2 separate regions of the Sus scrofa genome follow, and region 1 is linked to region 2. Evidence: chromatin contacts called from public promoter capture Hi-C data. All regions are on one chromosome and are shown on one strand. The core of a region is the stretch at or near the end of the contact, and the rest is flanking DNA. Distances in the headings are between cores, read along the strand shown.

The links. Promoter capture Hi-C pulls out the DNA fragments that hold promoters and counts their contacts.
Region 1: a promoter capture Hi-C map of liver shows a contact between it and region 2, with 7 times the contacts expected there. The contact joins the promoter of PRODH2 here to the promoter of KMT2B in region 2. A contact is called at or near these places in 3 of 5 promoter capture datasets (fetal liver and liver), 10 of 47 Hi-C or Micro-C datasets (embryonic fibroblasts, epiblast stem cells, fetal skeletal muscle and 5 more) and 2 of 2 datasets of contacts at active chromatin or transcription factors (alveolar macrophages and skeletal muscle).

The regions. Positions count from the first base shown.
Region 1 is chr6:45,238,613-45,243,951 of Sscrofa11.1, forward strand. PRODH2 (probable proline dehydrogenase 2) reads right to left here and starts at 1,825. Exons shown (of 21, transcript XM_021097118.1): 1 at 1,551-1,825; 2 at 1,278-1,474; 3 at 1,050-1,188; 4 at 885-971. The coding sequence starts at 1,724.
Region 2 is chr6:45,144,110-45,149,972 of Sscrofa11.1, forward strand. KMT2B (histone-lysine N-methyltransferase 2B) reads left to right here and starts at 2,754. Exons shown (of 38, transcript XM_003127067.5): 1 at 2,754-3,116; 2 at 4,230-4,302; 3 at 4,536-5,863. The coding sequence starts at 2,754. It overlaps ZBTB32 (zinc finger and BTB domain-containing protein 32), which reads left to right. Exons shown (of 5, transcript XM_021097176.1): 2 at 1-241; 3 at 684-752; 4 at 876-1,040; 5 at 1,227-1,794. The coding sequence starts at 7. The coding sequence ends at 1,477.

The DNA of each region.
Region 1 (5,339 bases), core at 575-3,074, 94 kb after region 2:
GAACCTGCACCCCAGTGCTCCAGAGATGCTGCCAATCCCGTTGCACCACAACAAGAACTCCTCAACATTTCCATATGTTTGAAATTTTTCATAATAAAATGTTGAGAAAATATGCCCCCAAATAGCATATACTTGGCAAAATAAAATCACGATGACAAAGAAATTCACATTATACAGGATGGAGTGGTTGCCAATAGCAGGGAGGGTATGATTTGGAAATGAAGAAGAAATGAAAGAATGAATGAGTGAATGAATGAACCAAAAGCCTATTGGTCTAATCATAGCTCCCAGCTAGTCAGCACGCACCAGCAGAGCTGAGTTGATTGATAAAAGATTGAGTACTTGCTTCTAGTTGCTGAAGAGCTGCCATCTCCATCCCGCCTCTGGGAGCTCGGCAGCCCCCAGGCCCCTCCCCTAAAATCCCCAGGTGACCCATGTTCTTTCTATTCATTCCAGCCATGCCCCAGGGCTGTAGCCACATTTATTCAGATCTTTTTAACCTTGGAAGTAGAAGTAGTTAAATGGCTTGGTGGGTTTTTTTTGTTTTGTTTTCGGAGGTTTTTTGGGGCCACACTGATGGCATATGGAAGTTCCCAAGCTAGGGGTGGAATCGGAGCTGTAGCTGCTGGCCTACACTACAGCTACAGCAATGCCAGATCCAAGCATCATCTGCAATCTACACCACAACTCTCAGCACCACCCAATCCTTAACCCACTGATCGAGGCCAGGGATCAAACCCGCATCCTCATGGCTATTAGTCAGGTTCATAGCCTGCTGAGCCACAACAGGAACTCCTTAATGTTTTGCACACGCCCCTGGCAGGTGCCTGCCGCCTCCACATCCCCCACTAGTCGTTCCATCTCTCCCAGCCTGAGGTCCTTACCCGCCCAGAGTCCATGGCTTCAGCCAGTCTCTTGGGGCTCAGCTCCAAGGAATCCCCTGGCCTTCTGACCCATGAGGTTAGCTCCTTCTGGAATGGGGTGGTAGTGGGGGGTGAGGGGGACCTGGTGGGCAACAACACCCCCCTCCCCCCTTGCCCCTCCCTTACACAGAGCTGAGTGCTGGCCAGCGCTGTAATCTTCAGTTGCATGAGGATGTCTCCAGTTCGGCCAGGGGTCTCCAGAAGGCCTCGTGACAGGTCCACACATCGCAGCATAGCCCTGAGGTTCCCCTCATACCAGGCCTCACTGCCCAGCCAGCAGGCGTCAGGGCTTGAGCCCACTAACCCCCTTCCTTCCCAGCCTCCCGCCCCCCTGGGCCCTGGCCCCCTACTCACCCAGTCTTGACAGCTGAGTCTGGCTCCTCCTCAGTGGGCACTGCCAGGAGGGGCCGGAGGCCTAGGGTCTTGAGCTGTTGGACACAGCCCGTCACCTCCTCTGCGGTCTCACCAGCCACAAACTGCCCATAGATGGATGCTCGGAGAAGTGCGCCCGAGAGCCGGGAGCCCAGGAGTCGCTGAGACCAGGCTTGGAGCTGGGGTAACAGGGAGCGAGGCCTTAGAGCCTGGCCCTGGGTGTCCCCTAGGCCCATCCCCGCAGTCACTGCTCACCGCCAGGCCATGGGTGACCAGAGGGGGCCAGGCACACAGCCGTAGCACCAGCAAAGCCCGGGTCAGTTCTCCTGTGCCCTTGAGGTGAAAGGCCCCACCATCAAAGTTCGGGGGCTGCCAGCCCCCAGGGGAGGGGCTGGCTTGCGAGCAGAGCGCACGACAGGTCCGGAGCATCAGGAGTCCTTCACCGCTTCCACACCAGGTCAGGGGGCTCTGGAGGTAGCAAGTTTACCAAGTGCCCCTTGCCCGGCCAGGGGCAGTGACTGATTAACCAGGCAGTACCCAGGGAAAGGCAAATCTTTAGGATCACAGGCTCTTTGGGGGGGGGGTAGTTAATTATTAACTTATAGGGACAGAGTTCAGAATAATGGGTATGGGAAAGGCAACCCCCAATAATAGCCCCCAATGACCGTCGGCATAACAGCTCACGATTATTAGGTGCCCATCATGTACCAGCGAGTGTTAAGGAAGAGTGAGCTCTGGGAACAAGACAGTGTGGCTTTGTGATCTTGGGAAATCTCTTTTGTTGCAATTGTTTCATCTTAAAGTGGGAACAAATATAGTGTTATTGAACAAATTTGAAAATGCATGTAACATTTAACCCATCTGTTCCATACTGAGTATATATCCCGGAGAACTTGAACTTGAGCATAAGGGAACCTATACAGGAAGAAATGTTCACAGCAGCACTATTTGTAATAACCTTAAATGGGAACCTCTCAAATTTCCATCGAGTGGAGAATGGATGAAGACTTTGTGGTATATTCATACAATGGAGTACTATACAGCAATGAAAAGGATAAATTACTGATACACACAACCACCCAAATAAATCTCACATATGTAATATTTCATGAAAGAAACCAACCACAGGGTTCCCACTGTGGTGGGAATGGGGTCGGTTGCATCTCTGAAGCTCTGGGATGCAGGCTTGATCATCAATCTGGCATAGTGGGTTAAGGATCCAGTGTTTTTGCGGCTGCACCATAGGTTGAAACTGCAGCTCAGATCTGATCCCTGGCCTGGGAACTCCATATGCCAAGGGGTGGCCAAAAAAAAAAAAAAAAAAAAAAAAAAAGAAGAAGCCAGACAACGACTAAATGGAATATGCTGTATTAATCTATTCAATAAACTCCAAAGCATGGACAATGAAATGGCAACATACGTGGGTGGTCAAACTATAAAGAAAAGACAAGCAAGGAAATCCTTATCACGCAAAAGTTAGAGAGGTGTTTAGCTCAAGGAATTGGAGGAGTTGTAACTGGGTTGAAGCTTATGGGGGCTTCTGTGTCTTTTTTCTGAATTCTGATTATGATTCATCATTGTTCACTTATAAGTATTTTTAAAGCCATACATCTACAATTTATACTTTTGAATGTACAATTCATAATAAAGTAAAAGTAAGAAATTAATCACAGTATCGGTTTCATGGAGTTGTCATGAGGATCCTGGGAGCCCATGGAACTCAGAGCCTGGTACACAGTATATGCTCCATACCTACTGGCTGTGGTCATTAAGTGCTGTGTATGTCCAATCTCATTGGTGCCTCTGCTCCTGTTGGTATATGCCATTAATCACCCCTGTGTTAAGGGATCCCCCAAACCACCTCAGGTTCATGGATTTGGTAGAAGGACACACAGAACTCAGAAAAGCTTTTTCCTCATGGTTATGATTTATTAGAGTAAAAGGATACAGATTAAAAAGAGCAAAGAGAGAAGTTCCCTGGTGGCCCAGTAGTTAAGGACTTGGCATTGTCAATGCTGTGGCTTGGGTGGCTGCTGTGGCATAGGTTCAATCCCTGGCCTGGGAACTTCCGCATGCCATGAATGTGGCCAAAAAATAAATAGATAAAAATATTTTTAAAATTTAATATAGCAAAGGGAGGGAGTTCCCACTGTGGCACAGTGAGTTAAGAATCCCATTGCAGCTGCTCAAGTCACTGCAGAAGTGCAGGTTTGATCCCTGGCCTGGCACAGTGGGTTAGAGGATCTTTTCAGCTGCCGTGGTTCAGATTCAATCCCTGCGCAGGGAACTTCCATATGCCAAGGGTATAGCCATAATAAGAAATAGCAAAGGGAAGAAGCCCACAGTACTGGAGACACCAGGACAAGCTTCTTCTTGCTCTCTCCCTGCAGAGCCTAGTGAACAGCACTCAATTCTCCCAGCAACAACGCATGAAAACAAACATGGAGTGCCCGGGCCAGGGACACTCACGTGACCTGTGGTATCCAGGCTTTTTATCAGGAGTCAGTCCCACAGGCATGGCTGACCACCTCCCAAGTGACTGACCTTGGTCTCCATCCCCTCCAGGACTATCTTTGGAAAATACAGTATACCACCACAAAAAACAAAAGATTCAGACCTGCAAGAATTTCAGATATTGGAATTGTCAAAATCAGACTATAAACTAGCCCTTTGTGAAATGTTTAAAGAAATAAAATCTGCAATCACAAATATAAGTATGCAAAACGAGAGTATCAGGAATGAAAAAGTAGATTTGAAAAGTAAAACAAAAGATGCAACTTTTAGGATTAAAAATGTAATAAAGGTAATTTCCAAAATAAAAATAAAAACTTAGCATATTAGATGTAGCTGAAGATAGAACTATTGAACTGAAAGATTTATCAAATGAAATTACACAGTACAAAGAGACAAAGAGATTGTTATATGGAAAAGTGGTTAAGATACATTGAATATGTATTAAAAATCTCAAAAGAAGAAATAGAACGGAGGAATGGCAATCTTCGAAGAAATAATGGCTGAGAATTTTCCAGAACTGATAAAAAACGTGAATCCACAGTTCTAAGAAGCAAGTATATCCTGAACTAGATAAATAAAAATAAAATTGTGCAACATTGAAGATAATCAGATCCATTATTTATCTCTGCATCCTCCAAAGTATAGCATGGGCTGGATGCCCCACAAATTTTTATTGAATAAAAAGGGTGGTCAGAAGTTCCCACTGTGACTCAGTGGCTTCAGAACCTGACATAGTGAGGATGTGGGTTTGATCCCTGGACTCACTCAGTGGGATAAGGATCTGGCATTGCTGCAAGCTATGGTCTAGGTCACAGATATGGCTCAGATCCGGTGTTACTGTGGCTGTGGCATAGGCCGGCAGCTGCAGCTCCATGTCAACCCCTAGCCCAGGAACTTCCATATGCCACAGGTGCAGCCCTAAAAAGAGAAAAAAAAAAAAAAAATGGCAAGGAGGTAGAAACAACTAAGGAGGAGAAGAGCATTTCTTCTGATCGACCTGAAACACTAAACTAGAATGAGGGAACATTAAGCTGAAAATGACAGTGTGTGGGGTGGGGGGAGACTAGGTGGGGAGACTTGAGTTCCTGGCAGAACAGAGAGAATACAAGATGCTGCTCAGCAGTAGTCCTGGAATGTTCCCAAATGTTCCCACCAGATGGTCCTTCGGTGGGAGCTCACTCACTTTGTGGTGGGAGGGGAAAGGGCTTTAATATTAGCTCAGAGGCAGAGTTCTAAGTGGGAGAGCAGTTGTAAGGTCAGAGTCTTCTCATTGCTTCTGACTGGGCCACCGGATGACCCCTACGCCAATCACTGGGCTTGGAAGATAAGATCCTCCGATTGGCCATATCCGAAGGACCTGCTTATTGGTCCTTGGACAACCGACAAAGCACAAAGCGTATTTGAAGTAAGGGACTAGGCACTGATGCGTCCCCAGAGAAGACTGCATGTCAACAGGAAAAAGGTCAATGAACTCTGGATGAGAGTGGTCTGGATGAGAATTCTGGTGGTTCCTGGAGAGAATATACTGGG
Region 2 (5,863 bases), core at 1,504-4,003:
TGAGGGATGGTCCAGGGGGCTCTGAGGAAAATCTGCGGGAGCTCCCTGGCCCCCTTCCCCCATCAGGTCCCCTCCAAACCGGCATCACCCCTAGGCCCTGGTGGGCTGAGGCCCCCTGGTTGGGGGAGGGCCTGCCTGCCCTGTGGAGCATCCTGCTATTGCCGCCCAGATATGGCACTCCCTTCTCCCATAGCACCCCCATCACTGGAGCCTGGCAAGAGGTCTGGCCTCAGGACCAGAGGTGAGTTGAAGGGCCTATGGAAGACCTCCAGCTGGGAGGGAGCGGCTGCGGACAGGCAGCGGTGAGGGGTGGAAGGGCACCATATCTCTCATCTCCACTATACACTTTCTGAGCTGGAGAGTGGTCAGGAAGCTCCTGCCACAGGGAAAGCCAAAGTTCAGCCCCAGCAGAGGACTCCTGACATTTCCCTCCCCAGAAAGGGCTTGGCCAGGATGCCAGGTGCAGCCAGGGCTGTAACCCTTCCCCATCCAACTCCCAGGATCCCACTGTCCCTGAACCTCCACAAAGGCCTCTGGAGCCAGAACCAGTTGGCCTCCTCCAGCCCTACCCCAGGTAAGCCCCTCACTGCCTGGCACGCATGCTGTAACGTGGTCTCTCAGCTGGGGCTGGGGCTCCAGGAGTTCAGCTGAGCAGGATCCGTACTTCACTCTGCTCCCTCCAGGTTCCCTCCCCCAGGGCCCCACAGCACTCAGCCCCGGGGAGATGGAGGAGGCTGATCAGAGGCACACAGGTGAGTAGGGTGAGGACGCTTTTGCCTCAGCCCCACTGTGGCCCCGGATGTCTGGCCTGAGAGTTTCAGTGATCCAGCTCTGGGATTCCCAGCCCTGCCCTCCTTTGCCTTTTGTCCCCACAGGTGAACTTGCAACCTGTGTGGGTCATGTGGCCACAGCAGGCCACGCATCTCCCCGACACCCTCCCCCACGCCCTCCCGCTCGGTCTCGGCCCTATTCTTGTTCTGTCTGTGGGAAGAGGTTTTCACTCAAACATCAGATGGAGACGCACTACCGTGTCCACACAGGTATGGGCACCCTGCCCAGTACGAATTGTCTGCTTCCTTCCAAACTCCAGCGGGCCGGCTCCTAAGTCCCTCTCTGCACACCTGGCTCTGGCACAACTCCCTTGCCCAATTGCCCCCACCGACCACTAGGCCAGGCTTCGTCGTCTCGTTCTTTCCTTCACCAGCCTTCCCCTTGACCTGCCCTAGGAGAGAAGCCCTTCTCCTGTAGCCTCTGTCCCCAGCGCTCCCGGGACTTCTCAGCCATGACCAAGCACCTGCGGACGCACGGGGCCGCACCCTACCGCTGCCCTCTGTGCAAAGCCGGCTGCCCCAGCCTGGCCTCCATGCAGGCGCACATGCGCGGCCACTCGCCCAGCCAGCTCCCACCAGGATGGACCATTCGCTCCACCTTCCTCTACTCCTCCTCCTCCTCCTCCAGACCCTCTTCCTCCACCTGACGGATTGTCAGCAGCTTCTTTGGCTTCAGTTAAATGTACAATTAAAGAATGTAAGACAGGACGGGTGGGCCAGCTGGGCGTCTGACCCCGCACCGCGGCTACGGCTGAGCCTACCAAACTCAGCTAGCTCCAAGAAGCGCCGCAAGAGGGGCGCCGAGAGCTCTCTCTCGGTTGACTGCGGATCGCAGAAGCCCGGGCTGGCGAACCTGTGTTGAGTGACGGCAGTGAAGTTTGCATGAGTGAAAGTTAACTGTGCGGGGACTGGCGGTTTCATCACCAAAATAAAGAGTTTCTTGTGCCCCCCCCAGGACCATAAAGCCGAGTCCAGACTTTAGTCTGCCCGCGGTGAGCAACCTTGCCCCTGGTCCTGCAGCGACCCCTGGTGGCTCATCGCGGCAGCCACCGCCCCGTCTCCCGGGGCTCTCTGTCCTCCTCCGGAAGCAGCGGGACGCGAGGACTCGGTGTCTTGACCGACTTAGCAGCAAGCCCTGTGGGGGGAGGCTGTGAGAACACAAGTTACTCGTCCCTTCTACAGCAAGCAGTGGCACGCGAAGTCTGAGTCTGGGCCTCCTGGCCCGGGAGTTCGAAAGGAACGTGTTTCTGCCCTGCTTTCGGCTACCCGCCTCCTTTTCTTGAGCACAAGGGCCAAACGGCCGCACGACCTCCCCAGCATCTCTGCTGCGGGGTCGAGCCCGGAACTGAGACTAACCCTTTGCCCCCGCCCCTAATCCAGCCCACGCCTCTTACAGTCGCGAACTTCACTTCCCAGCGTCTCTGGGGTTCCCAGGGTCTGAAGCCCACTGCACCCTGGGAGTGGTAGTTCATATGGGTCTCTGGCCTAGGCAAGAACAATGGGAGGAGTCTGGGATGAGAACCACACCTCCCGGCAGCAGAGGATGCTGGCTTTCTGGGTCCGGCCAGGACCCCGTAGTCCCAGCTCTCGCGGCCCTAGCTCTCCGCGGAAGGAGCGAGGTGGTCGGACTACATTTCCCTGAGACCTCTGCGCCTCACCCTCTCCCGCCGCGACGCGGGGGTCTGTGCTCTTCAGGTGCGGTTTAAAAGTGACGGCCAGCCGGCCGGCCTCGGACTCCCGCTCCCGTGGTGCCCCGCGCGTGGCCGGCCCAGCCCCCGGCTCCTGCCGGCCGGGCGGCGGCGCTGGTTGTTGTCGTGAGCCGCGGCCGCCCCGCCCCTCCTCTGCTTTCCCCCCCGCCCCGACACGAGCCCTGCGCACGGGCCGCCCCTCCCCCGCCTCCCCGGCCCCTCTCACGGTGCCAAGATGGCGGCGGCGGCGGGCGGCGGCAGTTGCCCCGGGCCTGGCTCCGCGCGGGGCCGCTTCCCAGGCCGGCCGCGGGGCTCCGGCGGGGGCGGGGGCCGCGGCGGACGGGGCAGCGGGGCCGAGAGAGTGCGGGTAGCTCTGCGGCGCGGCGGCGGCGCGGCAGGGCCGGGCGGAGCCGAGCCCGGGGAGGACACGGCCCTGCTCCGTTTGCTGGGGCTCCGCCGGGGCCTGCGCCGGCTCCGCCGCCTGTGGGCTGGCCCGCGCGTTCAGCGGGGCCGGGGCCGGGGCCGAGGCCGCGGCTGGGGCCCGAGCCGGGGCTGCCTGCTGGAGGAGGAGAGCAGTGACGGGGAGTCCGACGATGAGGTGAGGCAGTCGGAGGCGTCCCCAGCGCCTGGCGGGCGGAGGCCGGGGGCTTCCAGGGGTCTGGGTGGTCCTGAGGGGTGGTGTGGGGAAGCGGGATCCTCAGGACTCTGAGGAGGGAAAGGGCCTTAGAAATAGGCATGGGAGGAGATCGGCTGCACGGAGCTGTCGATGGAAGGGGCCTCTGAAAGTGCATAGAGAAGCTCGGGCTGCAGCTTACACTTGGGCCCGAGGCGGGTCCTGCAGAAGTGCCCTGGGCTGCTCCTTCTTGGTAGTTGGCAAAGCTAGGGCAGGTGAGGTTTGGGCGAGGAGGCTGTAGGAACTGCATGCCCAACCAGTGGTGGTTGACAGCAGCAGCGTGGCTTTACTGGACCCAGGCTGGGGCTCTCTGGGCTCCTACCTGCCGGGTGCCCCGCCCAGCCTCAAAACCTCGGACACATCCCTGATTTCACTAGTGCCCCGATTCCTCTTCTGACCTAAAGTGGAGCGAAGGTAGAATGGTGAAGAGCTTTCTCTTGGGGGCACAGGTTGCAGAGAAATGGAGTGAAGACTGAGAGTGAGCACTCTAGCAGGTTTGAGTTTAATTCAGGGTTTATCACTAGCCTTTGAGAAAAGGCAGGAAGGTATGGGTTGTGTTACTTAGGACAGTTTGTGGCGTTCGGAGCATATAATATGAGAAACCACTTGTTACACACATGGACACCTCACTTGGGTGCCCCAGTTCCCATTTTCATTCAAAAAGAAACTGTAGCTTTAGAGGGTGAACAGAGGTCCCACTTTTTTCCCCAAGTTGGGGTATGAGGGAATCTGAGGGTTGTGCTTACTACCTGACCTGAGAAGACACTGTTCTATTCCCTTTGGGCCAGTGAACCACTGATGGCTCTGCTGGTGTGGTCTGGAACCCGGGATGAAGGCTCACAATATTCTCTACCTCCATCCTTAAGAAGAGATCGTGTTTTCTCTTCCCCTCACCTTTGAGCCTCGTTAGTTCTTTTGTAAATAGGGACACGTTAAGGGGGAAGCTGGGGATATTCCTCAATACCTGAGTTTCAGGTGAAACGAGGGCTTTGGCACTGACTGCTGTTTCTCCCCTCCACCCCTGGTCCCCTAAATCAGGAGTTTCAGGGTTTTCATTCAGATGAAGATGTGGCCCCCAGTTCCCTGCGCTCTGCGCTCCGATCCCAGCGAGGTGAGTGATGGGGAAACTCTACCTCTGTAGCTTTACAGGAATGTTACTCTTGCTCTTCATGTCAGCTCTTCCCTGCTCAACTAGAGTCTCCACCAATTACCAAGTGTGTTCTGTGTTCAAAGCCCAAGCTAGACTGGCTGTGGGGGAAACAGACTTAGTCCCTGCCCTCCTGGAGTCTTCCTCAGTCCTCAGGGCTAGCTTGACCCATCTCCCCACACCTATTCTCCTTTTAGGTCGAGCCCCCCGAGGTCGGGGCCGCAAGCATAAGACGACCCCCCTTCCGCCTCCTCGCCTAGCAGATGTGGCTCCTACTCCCACAAAGACTCCTGCTCGGAAACGGGGTGAGGAGGGCAGAGAACGGATGGTGCAGGCACTGACTGAACTTCTCCGGCGGGCCCAGGCCCCCCCAGCCCCCAGGAGCCGGGCATGTGAGTCCTCCACCCCCCGTCGGTCTCGGGGACGGCCCCCAGGACGGCCAGCAGGCCCCTGCAGGAAGAAGCAACAAGCAGTAGTGGTGGCAGAAGCAGCTGTGACAATCCCCAAACCTGAGCCCCCACCTCCTGTTGTTCCAGTAAAACACCAAACTGGCAGCTGGAAGTGCAAGGAGGGGCCCGGCCCAGGTCCTGGGACCCCCAAGCGTGGAGGACAGTCTGGGCGAGGAGGCCGTGGAGGCAGGGGCCGAGGCCGAGGTGGGCTCCCCCTCGTGATCAAGTTTGTTTCAAAGGCCAAAAAAGTGAAGATGGGACAATTGTCCTTGGAACTTGAATCAGGTCAGGGTCAAGATCAACATGAGGAAAGCTGCCAGGAGGCCCCCCAAGGAAGAGTTGGATCTGGACAGGGAGAGGGCCCCTGCTGGAGAAAGGAGCAGAAGCTGGAGGAGGAGGGAGAGGAGGACAAAGGAAAAGAGAAAGACAAGGAGCAGGAGAAGGAAGAAGGAGAGAAGGAAGAGAAGGAAGAGGGAACTGTAGCTGAGCAAGAGATGGTGCTATCGGAGGAAAAGGAAGAGGCAAAGCTGCCATCACCACCCCTGACTCCTCCAGCCCCTCCACCTCCTCCATCCCTCCCACCCCCCTCAACATCTCCTCCATCTCCACTTTGCCCTCCACCACCCCCAGTGTCTCCACCCCCACCATCCCCTCTGCCACCTCCTGCTCCGGAGGAGCGGGAAGAATCCCCTCCTCCCGTGGTCCCAGCTACATGCTCCAGGAAGAGGGGCCGGCCTCCCCTGACTCCCAGTCAGCGGGCAGAGCGGGAAGCTGCTCGGGCAGGGCCGGAGGGCACCTCTCCTCCCACTCCAGTCCCCAGCACCACCACAGGAGGCCCTCTGGAAGACACCCCCACTGTGGCCCCCAAAAGTACCACCTTTCTGAAGAACATCCGGCAGTTTATTATGCCTGTGGTGAGTGCCCGCTCCTCCCGTGTCATTAAGACACCCCGGCGATTCATGGATGAAGACCCTCCCAAACCCCCCAAGGTGGAGGTCTCACCTACTCTGCGGCCTCCTGTTGCCACCTCCCCACTCGCCCCCCAGGAACCAGCACCAGCCCCCTCTCCGCCACGT